Linked DNA regions of Anas platyrhynchos: region 2 is linked to region 1. The links are chromatin contacts, called in public Hi-C maps. All regions are on one chromosome and are shown on one strand. The core of a region is the stretch at or near the end of the contact, and the rest is flanking DNA. Distances in the headings are between cores, read along the strand shown.

Region 1 (3,806 bases), core at 348-2,847:
CTCTATTCAGATGATAATGTTTATTTCCTTCCTAGGTAAACACTTTCAGATTAGGAACGAATAGTTCAAAATAAGGTTAAAAATACTTGATAAAATGCCCTTTGTTAACTGCGTCAACCCATTTATACTAATCTGAAAACTGTATATGTATCCTTGAAGTCACAAGGAGGATGTTTATATGAGGTTTTACAGAAGCGATGCTTCCTGGAGTGTTGAACACACAGGGCTTAGCAAGAGAAGGTCTGTAAAATACAATGTCCTTCTTTATCCTTCCTTAGTAGCTGCTTAATATTTGTATTCCATTAGATTGTTCACTTTGACGTGGATGGCTTGTTTAGCAACATTGAATCGGTCCATCAAATATCAGCCAAACTGCTGTCACTGTTGGAAGAAGCCACGACAGATGTGGAACCACCCATGCAAGTAATCGGTATGTTTACTGTCCTCTTGAGTTCTACAAAGCCACGTGAAAGAATAAACATAACACTCTCCTGTCCTCTACCCTCATCAGACCTAACTAGTACTGCTCCCAGAGGCTAACTTGCTACAAGCTGTCCACGGTAATGCAGGCAAAAGGAAATGTGAAGCCTGTCCAGTGGCTCTGCTGGGCTCGTAACAGGCCTGGTCATGGTGCCCTCATTCCATCCTTCCAGATGTTGACGGGAAGAAAGGCTGGAGAGAGTGAGTTTAGAATGAGTAAATACCACAACACTGAGTTATGCTATATATTGATAACTTAATTTTCATCTAGTTTAGTGTTACCTACCTAACTGCTCATGCTCAGACCAACTCTTATATTGCATGCTCATACTGGTACCACTTGAGAAAAGCATTAAAATTGATTGGAATAATAAATACATAAAAAAACCCATACATTGTAAGCATATTTACTGGCAATATAATTCACGTAAGAGGTGATTAAGTGCAATTAACAGGGACATGGTCAGTGAAAGAAAGAAAGCTGTAATTGATACAGAGCTTGTGGGAATCTGTTTAGGAATGCTTGTAGGGATCATAGGTATTTTTAGCAAATGGATTGTCCTTGGATATATCACAGCAATCATGTGTCCTGCAGCTCAGGTCACGACTGTTATGGCTATGATCTATTCACTTGACCTTCTGGCACAGCTGGAAAAAAACAAGAAGTTTCCATTCATCAGCTCTTCTGTAACTGCTTATTCAGTGCAGAGGCAGTAGGTGATCCAGCTTACGGGATCAGGTGAGAAATCTTAATTAGTTTCAGTGCAAAGTCAGCCAGTTTAGCTTAAAAAAACTTTCAGCTATGATTCAGAGGTTCTCTTTTCCCTAAACTGACCACACACCACAGGTAATGTGTTACAGAAAGAACCCATCTTCTCACAACTTAAGGGTCCCTTCCAACTCAGGATATTCTATGATTCTATGATTCTATGAACTAATGGGGTAAAAACTTATTGGTTGACATTTGACTGGGAAACGTGGTATTAAAGCATACGAGGCTTGGGAAAAGTATTAATCCTAGTATGTCTCAATCTGGTTTGCCAAGGCAACAGCTTAACGTAGTTTGATGAGACTGTGTTGTTTGGCAGGATTTCAATAAAAGTGCATCATGATGAGTCATAGCCTTAATAAGCAATGTTCTATTCTAGCAGGAAGTGGCTTTCTCACAGCAAGGAGAATCATCCGTTTAGTTCTCTGCCATATCCAGAAGTAAAGACAAACAATTTCATCCATCTCTTAGGGTGTACTTCTCCAGAATCAGACAAAGAAACGTGAAAATATATGGGATTTTGGATCAGAGGGTTGACTTAATTATGGCAGGGAAAAAGATGGAATGTAAGGTGAAAGCACTTCTTGCAAAGGCTGAGAGAAAAGCAGGGAGGGTAATTGCATCACTATAAGCAATAAGTCAGTAAGTTTGCCATCCTTTAGAAGCAGAACAGATGATAATTGTGTCTTGAGGATCCTCATAATCAGTGTAAAAGTTGTTAAAGCCAGTCTGTGGAAAAAACAGGATGAGAATCTCTTTAGCACACCCATTATGTTCTATCATGTTTATGGTATTTAAAGATCCTCCATCAAAACATCTTCCTTTGGAAGGCAACCCAGTCACAGTGAGGTTGAAGAGAACTGCTGTTTCCCTGGTTTGGAACTAAAACAATGCAGTTGCTTATATTTATGTCTTTTGATGACAGATTTGGATCTGTCAGAGTGCACAAAAGACTCAGTATTTTCAAACCTGTGCCCAAATATGTATTTCTGGCCCCTAAATCAAGCTTCTACAGTGATACGCTCAAAGATCAACTGATTCAATCCATACAACTCAAAACCAAGAAGAGCTTTAAGCTTAGGAACCTTAGCTGCTTTTAAAAGATCCCATCCATGAAATCAGCACATCATTTTTTTTCTCATCATTTAGCATCAACGAAAATACCTGTCATTATGGCGCAGTACGTCAATGAACAGATCTTGGTCATTTCTGTTTTGGAAGACAGAATGATCATTTCCAGGCTCTAATATATGCTGAAGGGAACTGTAAGTCTCTAGTTTGCATTTTTGCTACAGAAAACATGACCTCTCTTGAGAGCTTAGCATTATTACAGGCTGTGCTAAGCACTTGGAGCTCTGCTTAAAGTTAGTGAAAAGTGTGAGAGCTCAGCATCTCTGTAAAGCAGGCACCGAGGGTGCAGAATCAGGAGAGAGCTTGTTAAGGTTTCCCCTCACACTGCCAGCTAGTAAAGGCCGGTGTGGAGAGTTCACGGGAATGTCAGGAGGCAACGTGTCTTGCCAGCCATCAGCATCAGCATTTAACACGAGACAGAGAAAATAGGGATGACAGCACCTGAAGAAGATCCAAGTAGAGGATGCTGCTGCTTTTCTGACGGTGGCCTTACAGTAACTAAAATGAACTTCTGTGGTCTTAACTCAGTCATTGTTGTTCCCTTGTTCGCACCTTGAAACCAACATGCATTAGACAGCCCAGTTAACCTTCACTGCTAGGGGAAAAAACCCAGAGCTGTGTTACTGTGGTAACTGAATCATTTTTCACTTTACGACAGAGCAGTTCAATGCAATGTATTATGAAACAGCCCACTCCGGTCAGGATGAAACATGCAGGATGCCTGACAGCTTTGTGCTCGCTGTGAATGAACGGAGAGCTCCCAATTAACACGGTGTTCGGCTTTTAACTTTAATAATCATCGCTATAACTCAACAGGAATGTTTATAAAACATCGGACTGGTTGCCATGTAGATGCTGTTTCTCCATAAATGCCCCAGACAGTAGAGTTCACCATCACTGTTGTTTATAATGTGTATTGCCAAGGATGCTGATCAGGGTGCTGCTACAGAAGTGTAGGAGCCAAATGAATATCTCAGCAGAAAAGATGAAGCGTGCCTTCTCCATTCGGATAATATTTCTTAGGTACACGGAAACGGGCAGAGGGGCTTTAGGCTGAGAGAATTACGCACCAGAATTAAATGGGAAACGAGTGCAGGACTACTTCAGTGCCTCTAAAATTCCCAACTGTTTGGGGGGCAAAATGGTGTCGTAGAGGACTGGAAATGTAAATGTTTTCCCCTTTCAGTTGTATATAAACCTAAGGGCTATATAGAAATGGTTGCAATCCACAGTGGTTTTATTTCATTAGGGGAGGGGTGGAGGTTGTTCCTGTGTCATGTAAAGAAAAATCTCTACTCTAGGCCATAACAACTGCCATTTCAGGATGCTGCAAAACAGATAAACGTGAAATGGCTAATGGGAGATGGAGTCATTATTCCCGTTATAACCCATTTAAGTTCATATTCAGTTGAAAAAAAAAGTCAAA
Region 2 (3,806 bases), core at 574-3,073, 170 kb before region 1:
CACCACGCTCCCTGCCCACAGGGCTGCCCTCCGGTTTGAAAGGACCACGAGCATATAATGGGCTAATTTTTGGTAATTGCGGAATCTGAGTCAAGAAAACGATAGGGACTTTATACCTGAACAGCACCTCTGATGTGTCTTTTTGATTTTCCTTTTCTAATACCCTCACCTGCATGCAAGGTGATTATCTCGGTGTATGAAATGAGCACAAGCAGGTCTGAGCAACTCATTCCTCATCAGGACAGTGGTCTGTGGATTGATTGACATATCCATCCCAAATTTGATCTGTGTTAAGCTGATATAAGTTAAAAGTAGCTCCCCTAAAAAAAAAAAAAAAGAAAGTTAGAAGTCAGTGTCTGGGGGTGCTGGGGAACACCAGCCATGCCCATCTCCTCCCACAGTTCCACAGACACATCCATCCCAGCCAGCACACCAAGGCCACCTAGGATCTCAGGGAACTGCTGTTTAGGAAGTGCTGCACACTGTTTTCAGCCTAGTTTGTGTTTTTTTTTTTTAACTTGAACGAGCTTATCAGTTTTATATACACTCCGTTCCTGGCAGAGGGGGGAAGACAGGGGTTTTCCCTCCCTCCAGCACATGCAGCAGTTTCACTATGTCTAGGTTTTGCCACCATAAACAAAGTTGTAGTGGCAACTACAATCTTTTTTTTTTGTTGTTGATGTTAAAAAAAAAAAAAGAAGTAACCTTTTAAGGCAGGCAAAAAAAAAGAAATAACTCAGTAAATCAGTGCTTTGTTTTACTGCACTGACAGCGTGAGGCTTAAGACAATATCCTTAGGATATTATTAATTAACAATCCAATCCTCCTAGCTTCTCTGTGGAGGGATGAAACTTGGCAGAACAGAGAAGCTCCAGATGGAGGAAATCTTCTGCATCAGATAAGACTCTGAGTGACAAACCCCCTATCACTCACATTTAGGACCACAGACAGAAGCTGCTTGTTATGGTGCAAATCAGCTAAAAATACCCTAAATGCAAACCTATTTTTCCTTAAAGCTACCTGTTACATCAGGTGTACTCAGAGTCCAACTCTATTGATTTTGGTGTAAAAAGCACTTTAATTGAAAGGAAAAAGTACCAGCAGTGAAAAATAAGGCAGGAAGGGATGAACTACAGTGGCAGCCCAGCTTCAAACATATCCTCTTAAAAGTTCACGGAATAAAAAGTTGTACAGCCCTAGCAGAGACTCTGCAAGCTAACTGTGTGAAATTTTAAACTGACTGACTTGTTCCCTTTTCCTGCAAAAACTGTAATTTATTCCGTGTTCTAAGGCCCTTTGAGAGAGGAGCTCACATAGGTTTGATGCAAAGTGTGCAGTACTAATAATACTAATCCAGAAGCCTCAGAAACGACTGCAGAGCTCTTTATGAAGGCCCCAGGCTCATGGGCTGTTGGTCTCTAAGCCAGCACCTGGAAAGCTTCCTGACACAGAAAGTTAACTGTAAGGTCTGTACAAAAGAACTATTTTCAGTAAATGAAAATGAAGGAGATGGGACAAAGATACAGAGCATGCCCGGCTATCCATCATAGTAAAAAACTGTATGAGTCAAGCCACCTTCCCAAACTGCTTTGGCCCATGCTTCAGCATTGCAGGGACATGCATAGCTTCTCCTGCCCGTGGTCTCCTCCCATAGCCCTGGGCTTCCTCAAAGCACATGCTTAGCTCACCTTACAAGCAAATACATCAAATACATTCAAAGGAGCAGAAAGTCATCTCCTTCCTCTCGTCCCTGAGCTTCTTCCTGGCTTGCTCACCCAGACAGTAAGAGACCACAGCTCTGGTTTCTTTTTATAGCCCTGGAGATGTGGACCCAGTCATCAGCCTGAGCAGTAAATCACTGACCACAGGCTACTCAGCCAGCCAGCCTCCTCTCCTGGAGGATGTCCAATGCTCCATCAACCCTAAGAATCCCTGTTCACATCTGCCACCCACGGTTCCCCACTGGGTCTCACCATCATTTAATTGGGCTGCAGTGATGACTTGCACTCTTTCCTCGGAGTTAGGTAGCTTTCTGTTATCGGAGTTGCCTTTTGTTAACTGCTGAAAGTTAAGCATTTTGTTTTGCCTTTTTAAAATCTATACTCGGTATCTTCTCATGGTTTTAAAATGTCTGCTAGGATTAAAGTTAAGACTTTTCTCCATTGGGTCCATTAAAGCTTCTGCAATTTTAATCTGTGCTTTTTATAAGACAACAGGATGCCATATAAATCACCACAGTTGATTATTTTTAAACAATCCCCCTTATCCTTACAAAGAAAAGAATCATTTGAATTTTACATTTTAAATGCTGATCTCACTTGCATTTCCTTCTACTCCAAATAGTGACATTATCCTTACTGTCTAATTAAGGAATAGATGCGTTAAGTGATAGATTTATCACCTACCTTGGAAATTACCATAACCATTATTATAACAGTAATGTCTACATCCTGCAGAATCCAAAAGTGCTTAACCAGCTAGAGAAATCCTGTTTCCATTGCACACATGTAACAGCAGAAGCATCTGGAACACCTCCAGGCTAAAATTCAGACCTGGATCCAGCCTAGTGCACATCTGTGTTAGATGTACAGTACGTGTGAGCAGCCCTCCTTCCTGTGAGCTGCAGCAGTGTAAAGCATAGGCTTAAACGTGTATGTATACAAGAGGGACAACAGCATCCCACACCCAACTACATACACCACTTAGATAGTAATAAAATAACAATTTAGGTACCTAAATCCACAGACAAATCCTCAAATTCCTCATGTAAACGTTTTTGAAGCTATACATGCATCTTAAAAAATTTATAGTTCCCTAACAGCCTTCAGCTCTGCCTCTAGCAAGACAGTGGTGATGGAGTAGACCACATTGGTGGTCTTACATGCACCAAAGCCCAAGTGGAGCATAAAAAAAAAAAAAAAAAAAAAAAAAGTAATAATGGATAAGGGCTTACCTGCCTTAAGGAAATGGATGAGGACATCCCTGAAGCATCAGGCCTCATGCAGAGGTGAGGGTTCAAGGAGGATTTCCTGCTGACCTTGTTATTCCTCATCCTTCAGGCAAGGAAATATACCTTTGACTACAACTCTGCAAATCTGGATTGCTGTCCCATTTCCAAAGATCCCTGCAAAGACTCTTCAAGTCAGCAACCGCAGCTACTTTTAGCCAAATCCTTAGAACAAGATCAAAATAAATAAATAAATAAATAAATCCACTCCTCAGAGCAACAAACCCCTATGGCACAGGGTAACAAACCAGCACAAGAAGAACCTCAGGGCACAGACCACTCTTGCCCAGCCACATTATCCTCAGTTACGCTGAGAGGGCTCTCGGATAGGAGAGCAACACCCAAAATCTGACAGCAGCACCTGCAGGGTGGGTGCTCAGCAGGTGCACACCATAGGGAAGGGGAAGAAGGTAAACGTTGCATTGAATGCTCTCAGTTCAAACAAACATGGAAGAAAAGTGTTTTTTTTTTACCAGTGCATGTAAGTCACAGCGGTTTGCAATTGTAGCTGGCTTTATCGGATCATGTGCTAAAATTGGTAATTCTTTCAGGCCAGGGGGAAGATTATCATCTGGTGTAAATTGTCATACTTACAAAAACAGCGCATTAATTGCTGTGATAATTTGCACCAGCTGAGAGTTCCCTCCCCCCCCCCCCCCTCAGGGACTGTGTTTACTGCTCAGCTCTGTGGCGCACAAAATGGCGGCCTCCGCCAGGCCCAGGCCTGGGGTGCCCCCATCTTGCCAGTGGCAGTGGAGGGCAGCACCAGGCTCCTGCCTTTCCATTTTAGATAAAAAGC

The links. Hi-C and Micro-C count contacts between places; a contact is called where the count stands out from the background.
Region 2: a contact with region 1 is called in a Hi-C map of skeletal muscle, with 3 times the contacts expected there. The contact joins two enhancer-like sites. A contact is called at or near these places in 4 of 8 Hi-C or Micro-C datasets (F1 follicle, liver, skeletal muscle and 1 more).

The regions. Positions count from the first base shown.
Region 1 is chr4:9,111,367-9,115,172 of IASCAAS_PekinDuck_T2T, reverse strand. It overlaps ARHGEF38 (Rho guanine nucleotide exchange factor 38), which reads left to right. Exons shown (of 14, transcript XM_005027895.6): 3 at 307-430. Among named protein-coding and RNA genes, the nearest start is that of ARHGEF38, 15 kb to the left of the region's middle. Within about 2 kb of position 1,597, at least 3 of the 8 cell types and tissues checked have an H3K27ac peak or open chromatin away from gene starts, as enhancers often do.
Region 2 is chr4:9,284,643-9,288,448 of IASCAAS_PekinDuck_T2T, reverse strand. No RefSeq gene overlaps it. Among named protein-coding and RNA genes, the nearest start is that of CXXC4, 8.7 kb to the left of the region's middle. Within about 2 kb of position 1,823, at least 3 of the 8 cell types and tissues checked have an H3K27ac peak or open chromatin away from gene starts, as enhancers often do.